Regions from separate parts of the Danio rerio genome. Here region 2 is linked to region 1. The links are chromatin contacts, called in public Micro-C maps. All regions are on one chromosome and are shown on one strand. Each heading gives the region's core, a stretch centred on a gene start, on an enhancer-like site or on the middle of the called end of the contact. The rest is flanking DNA. Distances are from core to core; before and after follow the strand shown.

Region 1 (4,616 bases), core at 1,031-3,530:
TCCAACTTGAGGAAATCTGAACTTGTCCAAATGATGTTCATTGTTTTACGTCAATAAAATAAACTTTAAACGTGCCATTCACTATGATAGATGATATAAATAATACATGCGGAGTCGAGCATGTTACTTCGGAGTTGCATTAATTGCTAGTTATTGCAATTGTATTTAAATGACTTCTCTAATTTGTCTATAAAATAACCTAGTCACTCAATAAGTAATTGAATTATGTGATTAAATACTAATTACATGAATCTCAATGCATAAGCAATATAAACTAAACTAAATTTTTAAAACTATGTTTAAGTAAAACGGTACCTTGTATTTTACTTTAAAGAAATAACAATCATAATGTAAACAAAATATGCATCAAAGCGTTTCAATGTATGGACACCATTTTACACATATACTGCATGCATTTAAATCGGATTGTTTATTAAGCATGTGTAGCTGTCGGACGAGTAAAACGTTTCGCTGAAATTTTGATTTAAAAATAATTAAGTTAATATGCAAAATATCAGTTAGAAATATATTTTACAATTACTCTGCTTCTCTGAATTTACACCTTATAATATATTGTCGTGAACTAATTTCTCTATTTTTTTATTAAGCATATTCTCAGTTCTCTTGATTAGTTTATTTAATATTCTGTAGTTTAAAAATAGAATATATATTACTCTGCTTGTTTGAATTAATGTACAGTATTTAAGGCAAGTATATTATAAATAATTGTAATTAAGTTACCTATAAATTAAAAGTAATCTCTCACTGCTTTTTTATTTAAATATAAATAAAGTTACTAGTTACGGTAATTAAATTACCGTTCCATTAAAATAGTAAAAGATTACTTTTAATTTTTAGAAAAAAAGAAATAAACACTTGAAATATATCAGTCTGTGTGGATTGACTGTATACATTATACAAGTTTCACTTCTTGAATGGACTTGAAGATATTCTGAATATATGACCAGCACCTGTACACGTAACTACTGATGATGACAGAATTGACCTTTTTGGGTGTACTGTCTCTTTAAATGGAGTTTATTTGTGGAAATATACCAGTATTAAAGACATGAGTGTAAGATTTCAATGCTAAATCCACTAAATGACAGTGTTTAATGATGTGTAGCAGCATATACACATACTGTAGATCCTTCTGTTGAATGTAATCATGTCTTTGGGTCTGTAGGTTTGTTTTCTTTGGCAAATCCAGAGCAGCAGACAGAGTTTTCTCCTGTGTGGAGCTCACAGCACTTCTTCATAGCCCGAATCACATCCTCACAGCGGCTTTCAATGTATCTGTTAGCTGATAAACACAAAAGTCACACAACAGCCTGTAGTTTTCCTGTATACGACGAGGTGAACACAGTAATGACAGCGTATAAAGCTACCTTGTAAACATTTCTGTATGGCGCAGGCCTGTTTTTGACATGGATCTTTCTGTGACATCTTATTCTATGAAATGAACTCCGACTTCGAGCTTTGTTTTCAGTCAATGCTGTTCAGCGCTGTTTGTAAACACAAGGACGTGACCAAGGACATTGCGCATGCGCATGTCAATATAGTGTTTTTATTAGTGTTTTTATACCCTGTATAACAATAATTGCTATTTTTAACATCACTGTGAGGGGTATGTTTAAGGTTGGGGTGGGTGTTGGTGCTAATAAAAGACAATTTAATTGGCAATTTAATAAATAAACGAAAACATTCTCGCAGCTGTGTGTCCTGCTCTAAATGTCCTCCGGTGAGAAAACATGTTCCTGCGGTAAATACATTTGATGCTAGTGTCAATAAAATAGTTTGTATTATCTTCATATATTCTTTTGAGCTATATTGTTAATAAAAGCTGTCAGTTTTGTCATGTGCTTATGTTTTATTATCAACAAATGATTTAGTCACAAACACGTTTAATCCAGTTCTGTGTCGCCCTCTGCTGCAAAAAGCACATTATTGAACATAACCTGCATAAAAGTCACTCAATGTAGTAAAGAAAAGGAATTTACAAAGAAACACAAAGGAACTTAATAAAATTAGGGTTTCTAAATAGTAATTATTAGTGTTTAAACGTCTTGTTTCAAAATAAAGCGTATTATGAATTATTTTACTTGCGTTTATGTCAGTTGTAGCATTTAAAAAACATAGCTGTTTTCCTTTTTTTATATAATAATGTCCATTTATATTACATAAATAATAACTGATTATAAGTGTAGTTCTCCCCGATCATCACACACACACACCGTCATCTCTGTTGCCATCCGCCTGTTTGTTTCCTGTCGGAAGGAATAGAATGTAGCGCACTTTTCGCGGATGTGGAAGTGTAGTACAGTAATAAACAAAAACAAACTAATCAAAGCAGAATATCATACATTTTATACTTTACTGTTCGCGATGGCTGTCAACGCGGTGCATTTAGAGTCGGACGCGTTTCTGGTGTGTATGAACCACGCGCTGAGCACCGAGAAAGAGGAGGTGATGGGGCTCTGCATCGGAGAGGTTTGTTTATAAGGGTGTTTTTCAACATATGCTGTGCTCTATGTGTGTTTATGAAGCGTTATAACGCCTGTATGTCTCTGTCAGGTGGACACGAACCGTATAGTGCACATTCATTCAGTGATCATCCTGCGGCGCTCAGACAAGAGGAAAGACCGAGTGGAGATTTCACCAGAACAGCTGTCAGCAGCGTCCACCGAGGCCGAGATATCCTTACACACACACACACACACACACACACACACACACACACACACATACACACACATAAACTACACAAAGAGGCACTCTACACACACACACACACACACATAAACTACACAAACAGGCACTCTACACACAAACTAACAGACACTACACATACACACACACACACACACACACACACACACATAAACTACACAAACAGGCACTCTACACAAAAACTAACAGACACTACACACACACACACACACACACACACACACACACACATAAACTACACAAACTGGCACTCAACACACAAACTAACAGACACTACACACACGCACACACACACATAAACTACACAAACTGGCACTCTACACGCAAACTAACAGACACTACACACACACAAACTACACAAACAGGCACTCTACACACACACACACACACACACACACACACACACACACACACACACACACACACACACATAAACTACACAAACTGGCACTCTACACACAAACTAACAGACACTACACACACACACACACACACACACACACACACACACATAAACTACACAAACTGGCACTCTACACACAAACTAACAGACAACACACACACATACACACACACACACACACACACACACATAAACTACACAAACAAGCACTCTACACACACACGCACACACATAAACTACACAAACAAGCACTCTACACACAAACTAACAGACACTACACACACACACACACACACATACACATAAACTACACAAACTGGCACTCTACACACAAACTAACAGACAACACACACACACACACATAAACTACACAAACAAGCACTCTACACACACACGCACACACATAAACTACACAAACAAGCACTCTACACACAAACTAACAGACACTACACACACACACACACACACACACACACACACACACACATAAACTAAACAAACAGGCACTCTAAACACAAACTAATAGACACTACACACACACACAGTACATACATGCATACACACAAACTAACACACACACACACACACACACACACACACACACACACACAAACTAAACAAACAGGCACTCTAAACACAAACTAATAGACACTACACACACACACAGTACATACATGCATACACACAAACTAACACACACACACACACACACACACACACACACACACACACACACATAAACTAAACAAACAGGCACTCTAAACACAAACTAATAGACACTACACACACACACACTAAATACATACACACAAACTAACACACACACATGAACTTCACAAACAGACACACACACACTGCATACATACATACATACATACATACATACATACACAAAAACAAACACAGACTGTACACACATACATACACACAAACTAACACACACACTACACAAGCAAACACTCTACACACACAGACACTCTATACACACACACTACACACAAACAGATGCTGTATATGTACAAAGACACACAATACACAAAGCAAGACCCCAAGATATCCTTACACAAACACACACACACACAAAATCACTCACTCTACACAACCTGACACTGTACTAACTAACACTTTACACACACTCACTCCCTCAACAGTCACTGCAAACGAAAAACACAGTTTACTAACACACATATACACACACACAAACACATTACACACAAACACACACACATGCACTCACTCTACACTAACAGACAATCTTCACACATACAAACACACACACTATACACAAACTAACTCACTCTCACTCTACACACACACTACACACACACACTCTTTGAATGTGCTTTTCCTGAACACGAGGCACAGGTTGGCAGAGATGACGGGACGTCCCATGAGGGTTGTGGGCTGGTACCACTCTCACCCGCACATCACAGTGTGGCCTTCGCATGTGGGTCAGTAGCAGCGTCCACACGTCAGATGTTAG
Region 2 (4,616 bases), core at 1,486-3,985, 150 kb before region 1:
TTACAATTTGAATACAAATTCACCAGATAGCTTGAACAGCTCTATTAGGAAAGTATTCTATATTTAAGGTAGATTTGAGATTATTCTGTAAGTGAGGGAATTTATGCATAAAAAGACATAGAAAATGAGAATAGAGCAAAGATAAAAGTGAAATATACAGTGTTTTATGCTGAGTCTAACAGTATTCAGGTACATCAATTGAAAAAGCTGATGTAAAAATAACACTATAGTCTTCATTGTATGCATGATTCAATATAATAGATGAATAAAGAAAGACACAGACCTCCACTTCTCCTCTGGTGAGAGCCTGGACAAATCAATCTGTTGAAACACAACACATATTAATTCTACCCTTCTGTTCCACATTTACAGAGCAAAAATGCTTGAATCATGCACATTACTAAATTTCACAGTTCACTAACATGTTGAATAACTATTTACAAGATAGATTACAGACAGACAGACAGACAGACAGACAGACAATCTGACAGACAGACAGACAGACAGACAGACAATCTGACAGACAGACAGACAGACAGACAATCTGACAGACAGACAGACAATCTGACAGACAGACAGACAGACAGACAGACAGACAGACAATCTGACAGACAGACAGACAGACAGACAGACAGACAGACAGACAATCTGACAGACAGACAGACAGACAGACAGACAGACAGACAATCTGACAGACAGACAGACAGACTGACAGACAGACAATCTGACAGACAGACAGACAGATAGGTAGTCTGACAGACAGACAGACAGGTAGTCTGACAGACAGGTAGTCTGACAACAGACAGACAGACAGACAGACAGACAATCTGAAAGACAGACAGACAGACAGACAGACAATCTAAAAGACAGACAGGTAATCTGACAGACAGACAGACAGGTAGTCTGACAGACAGACAGACAGACAGGTAGTCTGACAGACAGACAGACAGGTAGTCTGACAGACAGACAGACAGACAGACAGACAAACAATCTGACAGACAGACAGACAGACAGGTAATCTAACAGACAGACAGACAGACAGGTAGTCTGAAAGACAGACAGACAGACAGACAGGTAGTCTGACAGACAGACAGACAGACAATCTGACAGACAGACAGGTAATCTAACAGACAGACAGACAGACAGATAGGTAGTCTGACAGACAGACAGACAGACAATCTGACAGACAGGTAATCTGACAGACAGACAGACAGACAGACAGACAGACAGACAGACAGGTAGTCTGAAAGACAGACAGACAGACAGACAGACAGGTAGTCTGACAGACAGGTAGTCTGACAACAGACAGACAGACAAACAGACAGACAGATAATCTGACAGACAGACAGACAGACAGACAGACAGACAGACAGACAGACAGGTAATCTGACAGACAGACAGGTAGTCTGACAGACAGACAGACAGACAGACAGACAATCTGACAGACAGACAGGTAATCTGACAGACAGACAGACAAGTAGTCTGACAGACAGACAGACAGACAGACAGACAGACAGACAGGTAATCTGACAGACAGACAGGTAGTCTGACAGACAGGTAATCTGACTGACAGACAGACAGATAAACAGACAGACAATCTGACAGACAGACAGACAGACAGACAGATAGATAGATAGATAGATAGATAGATAGATAGATAGATAGATAGATAGATAGATAGATAGATAGATAGATAGATAGATAGATAGATAGATAGATAGATAGATAGATAACGGAAGCGTTTGACAGCACTGCTAATAATAGTAATACGGAAAGAAACAATAATGCGCTTCTGTGACAACAAACCCCACAGTGTACTCTGCACTACATCAATAATCCCCATATCCCTATAGAACTCAGTATTCTCCTTCGCAATAGTGTAATAATCAGGCATGGAGGACTGAGCAGCCTGTGAGCCTGACCCCCTCTGCTGTACATCTGAGGAATGAATGGCTTGTCATTATATACAGTATAATATCTGTTCTGCTGTGTGTTTTATGAGTGTATTCGCACCTTGCCGTCCTCGTGATGTCCGTGTCCATGATCGTGTTCAACTCCGTCAACCTCCACCTCAAACACCCCTGCCATCTTTAGGCTTACAGCCCTGCTAACAGCCGATGCAGTCGTTGCAGCAGACTGGACACAACGCTTCCGGGTTATGCTTCCTTTTTCTTCTGCTGCACTAGCGCACACCGCCGGCTGCTGTGCTGGAGTGGAGCTGTTGCTGGAACAGATGCCGCAGCTGTATGCCTAACATAGATGTTTACACTATATACTGTATATATCTATGGAAGGGATACAGCTGCGGCTCGAAGTTAATAATAATCATTCGTATTATGTATTAAATTATCTTTATTAATCGACCCCGGATTAATCAAGGCACTAAGCCGAAAAGAAAACGAATGAATGAATATATTTAACGTTTGCTTAGTGCAATACCCTGGTAAAACCCCAAAACCTACATCTATAATATAAAGAGAAATCATTATAAACAGAATTAATCCGTTTGTAGTAGAACTTTCACATTAATGTCACTTTTAATTTTCTGCTTGAGAATATAAAAGAAGTCTTGTGTTTTTAAAATCTTTTGGTTCAATAAAAAAACTGTACTCTCCAAAATGTTGCTCTGTTTACTCAATCGGTGAGGTCGAACGTGTATTTGCGTGATGACGTCATGACGCCGGAGGTGGAGCTGCTTATTTGAAAGTGGCGGGCAGGATCTTTCCTCCGACTCAGAAATAAACGCTATTCCCGGATTAATCCATCTGGAACTTTTATCGGCGTCTATTTGAGTCTGTTTAATATAGCACTTTCATGCGAGGGCGACTAGGATTATGATTTATGTCGTTTAGTTTGAAACTGTTGTCGATATTGTGTAAGAAATAACGTTTAATGCGCTTTTCTCTTCGAGCTCCATAGCGGTTGACGCAGAGCGGAAGGTGAGGATGAGTTCACAATAATATCACAGTTCTTAAAGCTCTTTATTTCTATTTTTTTTACAGTTTTTCGATGTTTAGTTCGAGTGTAGTCATTATATACATGTGACGTTAAATTAGAAAGTGTATTTGATGTTTGTGGATAATTGCGTCAAGTGCGGTCAGGCTTTAGGCCCGTTGTATTGTATTTCTTTAATCAAGTTATTTACTTTAACTATGTTTAATACACACATTAGTGGACAAAAGTTGTTAAACCTTGCCTAACCTTTTTTTGTTTGTTACTGTAAACAGCTATTTATGAGCTGTCTGCTATAACGTTAACGTTATTAGTTTCATAAAGCTAGTGTTTTTATTATTGAGGCAATGTTGAAGGTGGTTTCATATTCACACATATTTGGACTTTGGCGTTCAATAAAATACTAAAACAGAATTTAAAAGGTTTATACAGATTAATTATAATCACCTATTATAATAACCACAACTTGACACCCTCTCAATATTGTTTACCACGCCAACTTTGAATCTTGGGTCTGAAATTGCATATAAGTATGACTTCAAAACAACATTAGCACTATTCGACCGTCAACAGTGTTGTACTTTGATAGTCATTACCTGATAATATTATTTCACTATTTAGATTTAGCATAAATACATTCCTGAAATTCTATTATGAAGGTTAAAGTCTGAACTTGGCTTAAGTTGTGTATTTCCCAGACACGTAACTTATATAGATATTGTAAAGAGTTTAGATATAATATAAAGTTGAAATTTAAATTTTGAGGCTATATAATTGAAATAATATAGAAAAAAGTCGATTGAACTGTCATCCCACATTTAGAGCTCATGCTTGAAGAGTTTAGTTCATAATCATATATGCATTTTAAATAGTGTCAAATTGTATTATTATTATTATTTTTTTATTTGCTAAAAAACATTTGTGAAACTGTTGTCGATGTTGAAACATTTCATCCACTTTCCCCCTCTATCTCCATAACAGCTGACACAGAGCAGTTTACTTGTTTTAACACACATTATTTATAATTTGGCTAGAAAATCTCAATTTGTATTTATTGATTTTTTTTTTTTAATCCAGTAATATCGTTTCCACTGGCCCATTACAATAAATCCTTAGCGTTTAGCCCTGTACACCTTTGACATTTAATCTATAATGGTGGTAAAAAGGTCTCAAGTCTCAAATTTGACTTGGTGAAACCTGCAGAAACTCTCTAATGGGCTCGTCTTGCTCTGTGCGCACTGTCTTTGTTAGACGATATGTGATTGTAATTTGTAATTCAACATCATGTGCTTTTCCAGAATGACCAAGGAGGACGAGAAGGCCATTCCCGTGAGGGTTGCATTGAGATGCAGACCTCTGGTGCCCAAAGAGATCAATGAGGGATGCCAGTGCTGTCTTAATTTTGTACCCAGTGAACCTCAGGTCTGTGTGTGTCAGGTCATTCCTTTAACACTTGTGCATCATGTCATGCTGTTAAATCCTAATAGTCATTTTTTTTTCTCCTTTTATTTCAGGTGATTGTTGGCAACGACAAGGCGTTCACTTTTGATTATGTGTTTGACCCCACAACAGAACAGGAGGAAGTTTTCAACACTGCGGTGTCTCCTTTATTATCTGGACTTTTTAAAGGTTTGTAAGGCCATGTCCACACTAATGCGTTTTCA

Evidence for each region. A called contact is a pair of places that touch in the nucleus more often than the background predicts.
Region 2: a contact with region 1 is called in a Micro-C map of caudal fin, with 5 times the contacts expected there. The contact joins the promoter of kif4 here to the promoter of brcc3 in region 1. A contact is called at or near these places in 1 of 18 Hi-C or Micro-C datasets (caudal fin) and 2 of 4 datasets of contacts at active chromatin or transcription factors (embryo and gastrula embryo).

Annotation. Positions count from the first base shown.
Region 1 is chr21:48,839,964-48,844,579 of GRCz12tu, reverse strand. brcc3 (BRCA1/BRCA2-containing complex, subunit 3) reads left to right here and starts at 2,280. Exons shown (of 8, transcript NM_001423851.1): 1 at 2,280-2,490; 2 at 2,575-2,694; 3 at 4,497-4,584. The coding sequence starts at 2,305. It overlaps cmc4 (C-x(9)-C motif containing 4 homolog (S. cerevisiae)), which reads right to left and starts at 1,525. Exons shown (of 2, transcript NM_001303002.1): 1 at 1,389-1,525; 2 at 1,013-1,303. The coding sequence starts at 1,446. The coding sequence ends at 1,167. fundc2 (fun14 domain containing 2) reads left to right here. Exons shown (of 6, transcript NM_001005954.1): 6 at 1-71.
Region 2 is chr21:48,986,140-48,990,755 of GRCz12tu, reverse strand. It overlaps kif4 (kinesin family member 4), which reads left to right and starts at 2,735. Exons shown (of 31, transcript NM_200823.1): 1 at 2,735-2,939; 2 at 4,251-4,374; 3 at 4,467-4,581. The coding sequence starts at 4,252. rnf121 (ring finger protein 121) reads right to left here and starts at 2,120. Exons shown (of 9, transcript NM_001308556.1): 1 at 2,014-2,120; 2 at 284-321. The coding sequence starts at 2,088.